Regions from separate parts of the Mus musculus genome. Here all the other regions are linked to region 1. A link is a contact called in public Hi-C and HiChIP or PLAC-seq data. All regions are on one chromosome and are shown on one strand. Each heading gives the region's core, a stretch centred on a gene start, on an enhancer-like site or on the middle of the called end of the contact. The rest is flanking DNA. Distances are from core to core; before and after follow the strand shown. Region 1 holds the start of Sdhc (succinate dehydrogenase complex, subunit C, integral membrane protein). Region 2 holds the start of Tstd1 (thiosulfate sulfurtransferase (rhodanese)-like domain containing 1). Region 3 holds the start of F11r (F11 receptor).

The links. Hi-C and Micro-C count contacts between places; a contact is called where the count stands out from the background. HiChIP or PLAC-seq counts read pairs in DNA pulled down with a chosen protein or histone mark.
Region 2: a contact with region 1 is called in a Hi-C map of muscle stem cells, with 3 times the contacts expected there. The contact joins the promoter of Tstd1 here to the promoter of Sdhc in region 1. A contact is called at or near these places in 1 of 39 promoter capture datasets (pre-B cells), 13 of 484 Hi-C or Micro-C datasets (the G1E-ER4 cell line, LSK cells, the P5424 cell line and 6 more), 9 of 115 datasets of contacts at active chromatin or transcription factors (the HPC-7 cell line, the SCID.adh cell line, embryonic stem cells and 1 more) and 5 of 9 other capture datasets (adipose tissue, embryonic stem cells, liver and 2 more).
Region 3: a contact with region 1 is called in an H3K27ac HiChIP or PLAC-seq map of microglia, with 4 times the contacts expected there. The contact joins the promoter of F11r here to the promoter of Sdhc in region 1. A contact is called at or near these places in 1 of 484 Hi-C or Micro-C datasets (embryonic stem cells), 3 of 115 datasets of contacts at active chromatin or transcription factors (embryonic stem cells, microglia and pancreatic cancer cells) and 2 of 9 other capture datasets (adipose tissue and liver).

Annotation. Positions count from the first base shown.
Region 1 is chr1:171,149,092-171,152,284 of GRCm38.p6, forward strand. Sdhc (succinate dehydrogenase complex, subunit C, integral membrane protein) reads right to left here and starts at 1,512. Exons shown (of 6, transcript NM_025321.3): 1 at 1,468-1,512. The coding sequence starts at 1,487. It also overlaps a transcript of Mpz not described here.
Region 2 is chr1:171,417,339-171,420,468 of GRCm38.p6, forward strand. Tstd1 (thiosulfate sulfurtransferase (rhodanese)-like domain containing 1) reads left to right here and starts at 1,695. Exons shown (of 4, transcript NM_001164525.1): 1 at 1,695-1,797; 2 at 2,000-2,122; 3 at 2,600-2,762; 4 at 2,853-3,014. The coding sequence starts at 1,734. The coding sequence ends at 2,904. It overlaps Usf1 (upstream transcription factor 1), which reads left to right. Exons shown (of 10, transcript NM_001305676.1): 8 at 135-193; 9 at 303-526; 10 at 694-1,421. The coding sequence ends at 783.
Region 3 is chr1:171,436,084-171,439,390 of GRCm38.p6, forward strand. It overlaps F11r (F11 receptor), which reads left to right and starts at 1,478. Exons shown (of 10, transcript NM_172647.2): 1 at 1,478-1,618. The coding sequence starts at 1,558. Gm26641 (predicted gene, 26641) reads right to left here and starts at 1,239. Exons shown (of 2, transcript NR_151523.1): 1 at 1,159-1,239.

The sequences.
Region 1 (3,193 bases), core at 262-2,761:
TAAATATTCTGTATGTTACACTCTATGGTTTAAGGTAAATGGGGTGGGGAGAGCTACTTATGTACAATCCATACACAAAAATATGGAAAAAAATTACTTGTAGACACAACCAATCTACATGAGGACAGAAGGTGAGGTAAATAATTCTTAGTGCTGGGATGACAGAATATCTGACTGACGGAAGGTGACAGCAGGACACACCCACAGTCCCCTCCCAGGGACTCAGTGTAATGCTTGGCAGGTAACACACTCAAACTGCTTTGGGAATTTGCTTTTCAAATAATTTCCATGTGAGACTGGCTAGATCCAGGAAGAACCCAAAGATGAAGACTCTACATACTAATCCCGAAACTCCTAAGATAAATGCCTGGAACCAATATGATCATTTTAAGCTAAATGTTAAACCATTGACCTGATATGCCCTAACATTCACCAGCATGTGTTACATCATAGAATTTGAAAGCATTTAATTATGGTCAAAATTAGGGATGAAAGATACAGCTCTGGAAAACCTGGTCCTGTCCTTCGGCTATGAGGATGCGCAGCAAGATAAAAATAAAGGATAAAGATAACCAATCCAAACTCCCCAAGACTCACTTTTACAAAGAAAGACTAAACAGAATCCCTCTATTTTTATACTGCATGACAGAAGTGGAAAGAGAAATGAAAACATATTTGGGAGAATCGGGGTCTGGAATCTCAACAGCACTGAAGCTAACTTTCCATAACAAATAATTTCCAAAAATAGGACTGGCACAAAACTGGGTTGGGATTTGTACCAGAAATGTCACTAGCCCTTACAACTATAAAGGCTCTGTGGATGATAGCTAATGAGTGAAGAATTCAGAACAAGGGGAAATCTAAGCTATTTCTCTGGACAGAAAATGGACACTTTAGAGAAAGGTGGTGACACCCACCCACCCAATTGTCCCGCTAAAACCAAAATTAAAACAAAACAAAGTGGATTTCCTGGGCAACATTAAGAGACCCACTGTGGATGCTATTATTGACCTTGGCTTGGGAGGGATGCATTAGGATGCCCGACAGTTTCCACCGGTTGCTAGCAGGATTGCCAGGAGTTAAAGCACCCAGTAGGTGCTCCAAGGAGCCCCTCCCTCTACAATCCCTAAGTCCCCCCAAAACTGCAGGCCTAGGGGCCCGCTGATCTCGAAGTTACAGCAGCTTTTTGGGGCCACAAGAGCAGTTTTCGAAGAGGCTTTAGAGGTGGGCGAGGCAGAAACAATGACAGCCGCGCCACTCGGCCACACACAGTGTGACCTCTAAGCCCTTCCGAGCCTCTCCGCCGGGGGAGAAGAGGGGGTGCTAAGATCCCAGGGGCGCGGCCTGCACACCCGCAGGTCCTTTCCCTGTCCCCGCAAGGCACACACCGCTGTCACCCCCTCAGGGACTAATTCAGGTTCCCCCAACGGTCGCGGGCGTGGACTCCTAGCCCCAGGCTAAAGTCACCTCAGCAAGAACGCAGCCATCTTGAGTTCCGGCCTGGACGGAAATGACGCATCGCTCCTCCCCCCGTGTGGCCCTGCCTTTGGGGGCGGAGCCGGCGGGGCGGAGGCGGGGACTATCATATGACACCTCAGAATTTTTAGGCTGGAACCTCCTTTGTGTTCCGGGCTTGGTGGATGGTACTTTTTTTGTTTTGGGTTCTTTTTGGTTTTTTTTGGTTTTAGTTTTTTGTTTTGCTTTGCTTTTCAGTTCTTCGGTTTTCCTCTCACGCGCCAGTTTCTAGCTAGCGTCGTTTGTCAAAGTTTTGGCCAAAATCGCCGAGTGGTTACCGTTAGTGCGTTTACCTGCCCGAGTGTTTATTTTGTAGGGCTCGCTCTGCCAGGCAGCCACTTCTCCGGCTTATTTATTCCCTGAGGATTTCAGAGGCTCACTTCACCCCCCTCCTTCCAAGTTGTCTTAAAAATCCCCTAGTTAGCTGGCTGAGACACCCAAGGAAAAATGCTAGTTTGGCCTTCTTCTGAACTTGGTGCCTCCCGTGTTAGGCAAGCACTATACCTTTAAGCCATATCCCCAGCAAGATAAGCAAACCGTACCCCAAATTGGGCCGTAGGGAGTGTGTCGTGGGCTGCCAGAGGGCCATCCGCCATCCCTTTCAATGTTGGCATCCTTTCTCACCACCTCCTTTAGGCCTGGCAATTCCAGGGTTTGAGCTGCAGCACGAACCAAACTCCCACTGGCCAAAGACAACGCTCTTTTGTTTATTTTTTCAGCGATATGTGGGTGACACCCACAGCCACAAGAGCCTAGGGGTGTGGAGGAGAACCCGCTTTGATTTATATATACTGTATATCCACGGTTTTGAGGATTCCAAGCACAGAAATCAGTTGCAGAGTCTCTCGACTGAGGAAAGAGAGAAAGACATGAAATGAAATGTCAAAGTTCCTGACCCTGGGCGCTGAGGGGTGGCAAGGCAAAGGGAGAAAGAATAAAGGGGGGCAGCCCAGAGCAACTCTTATTCTGTAGCAAATCTCTTTTTGAATGTATTAATATTCAGATCCCATTTATATTTAGCAATCTAGCTCTCTCCTGCCTTTTTCCTTTCAGGATTTAAATAGCACAAATTCGCTTTTTTCCCCCCTTCATCAAATGAATAATATTATTTTGCATTTTTGTAACGTTAGACAAAGAAAGCACTTTGTAGACTTTTAGGGACCTTTGAGGTTCTCTCATCCAACCCTCCGTTCAGTGCAGGAATCTCTTTTGCAGTGTTTCTTGATCTTCAAGATGGACGCGACACAATTCAGTGCCAGCTACCTCAAAACATAAGTTTCATGTTGGTAGCAGTGGCTGTGCCTATAGTCCCAGCACTGTGGAGGCTGAGGTAAGAGGATCGTGAGTTTGAAGTCACTCTCCAGAGACAGGTAAAAGAGAAACAAACTGACATAAAGAAAACAGCTTTTAGAATTTAGTAAGAAGGTCCATCAGTAGAAAATTGTTCTAGTAAGTACAGCTTTCTGCTCCTGAACTCCCTCCCAGACATCGCTCCAACCCTCTCTAACCCAGCTTGCTGACACGCCTACAGTCCTAGTACTTAGTGGGTCAGGTGCTCAGGTCATCCTCAGCCTTGGCAGCATACCAAGTTCCAGGTGACCTGGACTACACAGACAGTATTCCAGAAACAAAAATAAGAATAAAATGTAACAGATGTCCCTTTAATTTAGCTCTTTGT
Region 2 (3,130 bases), core at 445-2,944, 270 kb after region 1:
CTTATCTGTTGTTAAGAGTGGTTTCGGTGCCTGCCAAACCTTACGTAATTCCTCACCCCAAACACCGGTCTTGGTTTCGTTTGCTTCTTTGCCTTTTCCTTGGTCTGGCCACCCTGGACTTGGACTATTATCAGGAAGTCAGAGGCTCCCAGGACAACTCGAGATGAGAAACGGAGGGCTCAACATAACGAAGGTAGGTGGCATCCAGGTGTGAAGCCAGGAACAGCCTAAGTAGATTGGGGAACTGCAGCGTGAGGATGGGAAGGCTGGCGGGTCACTCTCTACTTTGCTCTGCCCCACAGTGGAGCGCCGCCGCCGGGACAAGATCAACAACTGGATTGTACAGCTGTCCAAAATCATCCCAGACTGCTCTATGGAGAGCACCAAGTCTGGCCAGAGTAAAGGTGGAATCCTGTCCAAAGCCTGTGATTATATCCAGGAGCTGCGGCAGAGCAACCACCGGCTGTCTGAAGAGCTGCAGGGGTTAGATCAGTTGCAGCTGGACAACGATGTGCTCCGGCAACAGGTCAGACTAACTCCAGGATGGCCCCCTTGGCAGCCCCGTAGCCACTGACCCAGTTTGGAGTCCCTGGAAAACACTTGCCATTGTCCCTCTTGGCTGTGGCTGTGGGGCTGAGTTCATGGCTTAGCGGTGTCAATCTTGTTTTTCCTCATCATTTCCTCTCCGTGCAGGTGGAAGATCTCAAGAACAAGAACCTGCTCCTGCGAGCTCAGCTTCGGCACCACGGACTCGAGGTCGTCATCAAGAATGACAGCAACTAACTCTGGGGACTCAGGGGCTTTGGGCCAAGGACTGCAGCCGGCCCAGGAGCAACAGGCTAACCCCATGCCCCTCTCCTTCACTGCCTCCTCTGGCATGGGACTCGGGGGAGTTTGGCAAGTGTGTTTTTGAACTGAGGCCCTGTGGCGTGGCAGTCTGCAGTGAGTGGTGTGAAACAAACAGTGTGGGCGTGCACTGACAGCCCGGCCTGCTCCCTCTGTGCAGTCCCCGGGTCTGGTGCGCCTTCGGCACACTGCATGTGCTGTCTCCTTGCTGGACACTGGACACACTGAATCTGGGCTTGCCGTGTGCTCGCTTGGAGTGCCTGAGAGAGGGACTGCGGGCCTAGTACTTCCACTGGCTCTTCCTTTCTCTGGAGCAGAAGTTAAGATGCGTACCTGAGTACTCTGGGAAGCAGGCTTACTCAAGAGGTGGGAAAGGATGCTAGCTGGCTGCTATCCCAGGAGTAGAAGGGGGCCCAATGAGCAGCCGAGGCCCCTACGGAAGGCTCTGGAGCCAGGGAGAACTGTAGGCAGGGGTGGGTTCACTGAGAGCCTTCCCTGCTCCAGGGATGGGTCTTTTTATTTCTTTCCTTTTTTTTTTTTTTTTTTTTTTAAAGATAAAATTGTTTAGAGCCACAGTTGTCTGTCTTCCTCCTTTTTGGGGCCCTGGGGGAAGGGAGAGTGCATATTACTCTTTGACCAGTAAGGGCTGGGTCAACCTTTGAGTGGGGTGCTGCTGTTCCTATACTCATTACCCAGAGTCCTGGTGCCTGTGCCAAACCTGGGTGAAATTTCCGGCCTAACCTGGGCAGTCTATAAAGGTTTCAACTGTGTGCGAGTGTTACAGGTATCACCAACTGGTGCGATTGGACTCTGTGTGTGTATACTCCAGGGGCCATGCCCTTGCTTCCGGTTCCGGTCTCTGGTTGGGCTCTGGGAGGGTGAGGGAGATGCTTCGGCTTGCAGTTCTGCGTCACAGTCACACAAGTGCGGCTGCAGGAACCATGGCTGGAGGTACCTGAGAACCCCCTGGATGTGAGGCTGACGATGCTGGTCCCCTGGGAAGGGCTGTTTGTGGAGAGAGGAGAATGGGGTGTGGCTGCGGGTCTCAAACAGCACCACTGGGCTGGGAAGCTGCTGCCGGGGTGGGGGTGTAGCAGCCACAAGTGTCTTGTGGTCCCGCGGCCCTCAAGACTTTTCATGCCCTCTTCCCCAGTGCCTACAGTCTCCTTCTCTGAGCTCCGTTCACTCGTAGCCTCAGGCAGGGCCAGGCTCTTCGACGTTCGATCTCCAGAGGAGGCAGCAGCTGGTACCATTCCTGGGGCACTCAACATCCCTGGTATAAGATTTCCCTTGTTGGCAAAGGAACAGTCCATGATGGGCTTAACTAAAGGAGCCTCATTTAGTATGCTGTGGGGACGGTGCTGGTAGACATAGGGCCTTATATTTGCTCAAGCCAGCCCTCAGGTTCCCTAGAGAAAGGCTAAATGGAGACATGCTGGCAGCGGAACTAGCTTATCCAGTTTGAGGGGATAGCAGGTGGCCAGAGGGGCAGGTCCCCATCTGAATGCCGACTTCCCTGAAGCTGGATGCTTTAATCCACCTGATCCTCCACTGCCTGCTTAAGTCTCAGCAAGTGGCAGTGTTTGCTGGCCTGACTTTGCACTTGTGCGCCTTTGTCTTTGAGGATGGGGTGGGGTGGGGGCAGCCACTGTATGTTATTCGGACAGTCTATGCAAATTTGCCTGCTGTCAGGATTCCGCTCTTTCAGCACCCCCTCGGTGTACCCCTGGCTTTCCTTTTTGTCCCCTCTCAGTGTCTGAATTGGAAATCGCCTTGAACATGGACCCAGCTGCTTTTCAGACTCTGTACTGTGCTGAGAAGCCAAAGCTAGAAGACAAGAATCTTATTTTCTTCTGTCAGATGGGCAGGCGGGGTCTCCAGGCCACACAACTGGCACAAGGTCTTGGCTATACAGGGTATGACAAACAGAAGGCTTGCTAGCTGGGTGCTGCCTGGGGACTGTCTCCTGGACCGGTCCTTCCCTCAACATTTCTTTTTCTCCACAGGGCTCGGAACTATGCCGGGGCCTATAAAGAGTGGCTGGAGAAACAGGGCTAGATAAAAGGCTCACCAGTTTGTGGCTGTTCTCAGACTACCTTGCTGGGCTAGGCAAATCCTTGTAGTGCTTCACACATGAAAAACTCAAATAAAAAGTACACTTAATGAAGTATGAGTTGTATTTAATTTGTCACATGGACAAAAAAAAATGGTTCTAGTATTAATCTAGTGCTGTTTATCTCAGGATCTTTGTCCATTCCTCTGGTCCCTACCACCCAATTAAAGC
Region 3 (3,307 bases), core at 228-2,727, 290 kb after region 1:
CAAACAAATGCCAAAACTGTGTATAAGTCTCAGTTTAGGACTTCAACTTTCTTTGAGGGTGAATAACAAGTTTGCCCTTGGCAGATACCCAAATATTTGTTTCAGTTTAGTAGTACAAAGTTTCTTTCTTGGTTACACACTGTCCTGTTTATTTTAACTGCCAACCTTGAAGTCAGAAATGTTGTTTTAATTTATTTATACTTTCCAGTCTCATCCAGGAGATGCTTGGTAAACTTGCTGATTGTTGTTGCTGTTGGTGGTGGTTTTTTGAGACAGGGTCTCACACTGCATCTCTGGCTGTCCTGGAACTCACAATGTAGATCAGGCTGGTCTTGAACTCACAAAGATCTACCTGCTTCTGCCTCCCCAGTGCCGGGATTAAAAGCATGGGCTACCAAGCCCAGTGTAGCATGCACTCTTAACTGCTAAGTCATCTCTCCAGCCTGTTTTATTTTTGAAATGGGGTCTCTTGTAGCTTAGGCTATTCTCTGATTTGCTACCTTGTCAAGGATAGCCTTAAACTCCTAATCCTGCTGTCCCTGTCTTTTACAGTCCTGGGATTACAAGCATAAACACTAGGTTGGGTTTTTTCCCCCTTTCTATCCTTCTCCTCCTCCCCTCCCACCCCCTTCCCTTCCTCTGAGAAAGGGTCTCATGAATCCCAGGCTGGTCTACGGCTTATTAGATACCTAAGGCTGAGCCCCCAATCTTTCTGTACTTACATACCTCTTGGCATAGCCATTTTTATAGGAAGATCCACAGTTTGAGGCCAGCCTCAGCGACATAGCTAGCCCTGGTCTAGAAAACAAAAGCTAATCCAAATGTAAGGCCCAGCAAAGGAGCTGCTGACATAGATCCTATGTGTATGTATAAAAGACATATTCCCAGTCCTCCCAAGAAGTATGGGTCAGCTTTTATTATCTGGATGCTTCCTGTATCCGTCTATGTAGGTTTCTTTTTGAGAGCAACCCAGTTTGGGATAGTCAAGATGTCTCTCTTGTCTCAACCCTCTCCCTACACCTTCCTATATTAATTTGTGTTTTTCACTTACCAAGGGGGAGGGGACCAAAGATTCTGCACCATCAAGCAATTGAAAAGTAATGGAAGAGAAATCAACCAAGCACATTCCTGCATCTCACAGGCAGTGACCTTACTCACCTTCTCTTTAGAGATGACTATCGAGGGCCTGGCAGTCCGAAAGGCTCTATCTGCATGCCTTGCTGCCCAATTGGGATGCCCTTACCTGCCGAAGAGGAGGCCTTGGTTTCTTTAAGCGACAGTCTCCTGGGCCAACCAGAGGTCTCTAGAGGTGAAAGCCACCAATCGGACTCAAGAAGGAGGAAAGTTCGGGGTTGCACCTGCGTACGGTGAGTCACTCATCGGAGCTCCCTCTCTTTTCACCAATCGGAACGCGGGGAAGCCGGGCGCCGCCCACCGGGCGTGGAGAGAAAGGCGGGCCGGGCTTAACCTGGCTGCTAGAGTCCAGCCCAGGGCAGTGGATCGCGAGGCTGTTCCCATTGGAGTTGCTGTGCCCGTCGCGTCGGGATTGTAACTGTAATGGGCACCGAGGGGAAAGCCGGGAGGAAACTGTTGTTTCTCTTCACGTCTATGATCCTGGGTGAGTTCCTAGAGTTTTTGGAGGATTAGGTGGGTCCGGGGAGAGGCTGGAAGAGGACGATCCCCACGCGCCGACGGGAAGGGAGGAGTCCAGAAACCTGCCTGCCTGCCTCGCCCTGGGAGTCCACTTTTCCGCCCGGGTCTGGTCACTCTCCGTTCCCCTCCCCCACCGGGAGACTGGCTGGCTCCCTTCGCCCAAGCCGGTGATCTGTGACCCTACCTCCCACTCGGTGCCGGGAGTACCCTCTCTGCGGAAGCACCAAAAATAACCCGGGAGGGTCCATGGTTCTGGGTCTCCCCTAACGACCCGAGGACCCTCCCCAAACCCAACTATTTCGCTAGCCGTTCTTCTCCATAGTATACGTCTGGGAAGGTCTATCCTGCCCTTCCGACATTCTCGGAGATCTCAGAGAAACCTTGAGCCTCTCACCCGGACTCCCTTGGCTCAAGTGCCCTAGAAGGAAATGTAATGAGGAGGGGGGTGGGCTGGGTAGGGAAGATTTCTTTTCCTGGCTTTTGTAGAAGGGTTTCTTCCTCTTGTTAAGTAGTAGACCTTCTGGGATTAATGCCGAGGTTCGGCGTCTGAAGAAGAAATGAATTCTCTAAAATTTCTCAGATTCAGAATTCCTTTCTTGACTAGGTAGCAAAGAGTCGTTAATTAAGGTTGTTGACGGAGTAAGGATTCCCTGGGGCAAGAGTAGGTCTATTGGTTGGCTGGATCTCCTTAGAGCCAGAACTCTGCCCTCCCCCTTGCCCGGAATGAGAGTTTTTTTGTTTCTTTGTCGACTCCTTTTCCTGAGAAACAGCCAGGCTCGCATGCTGGGGCATGACTATCTCGAGGTGTGTTTGTATGAGGTTGAGTGTGAGGTAGGTTGGTTTGTTCCCTTGGTCAGTGTGTGTCAGCACCTGTATATTTATCTGTCTCCTTTCCCTGCCGCCACCACCCTTCGGAGCCGAGGACCAAACCCAGGGACTTGGGTGTGCTATGTCTGGTTCCTGAGTGTCACACACTCCTGTTGTTGGAATGTGTTCCGTATGAATCTGTTTCCCTTCACGGTTAGTATTTTAGAGAGGATAAAGGAAATAAACCATTACAGTCAGTATCGCTGTCTTCTAAAGGCAGTTCGTTTTGGTAACCTTTTTGGAGAACAATCATAAGACTAAGTCCCCAAGATGGAGAGATGGGTCCCTTGTTTCTCATTACAACTGTAAAGCTTTGGAGTGGCCTAGACAATAGGTGAGTCTACTTCTCTACATTGTACAGATAAGGAAATTAATCTGTGGAGAGGAAATGACCTTCCCAGTTTTACAAGAGGGTAAGAAGCTGGGGATGGAACCAGAGCCCTCTGACTCCCATTCCTGGAGATCCAGCGTCTCAGGCATGAGGCATAAGAAGGATCTAAACTACTCTTTCAGAATCAGCTCTCTTGTTATTAATGAAATCCCTTCCACTAGAGTCTCTCACTTCACCTTTGAATTCTACTACTGTTTCTCCGTCCCCTCCTCCTTTCTTTGCCCGGCCATCACTTGTTTCATTTCTGTTCATATCTTAGATTGCTAGCCACACCCACATTCCTGTTTTGTGTACTGTTTCCTCTGGATCAAGGACCGTAGTTGTTAGACTTACGTAAAGCCCTGGAGCGACTTCCTTCCAACCCCTTTCCTCCTTCCTTTTCTCTTCCCCTAATTT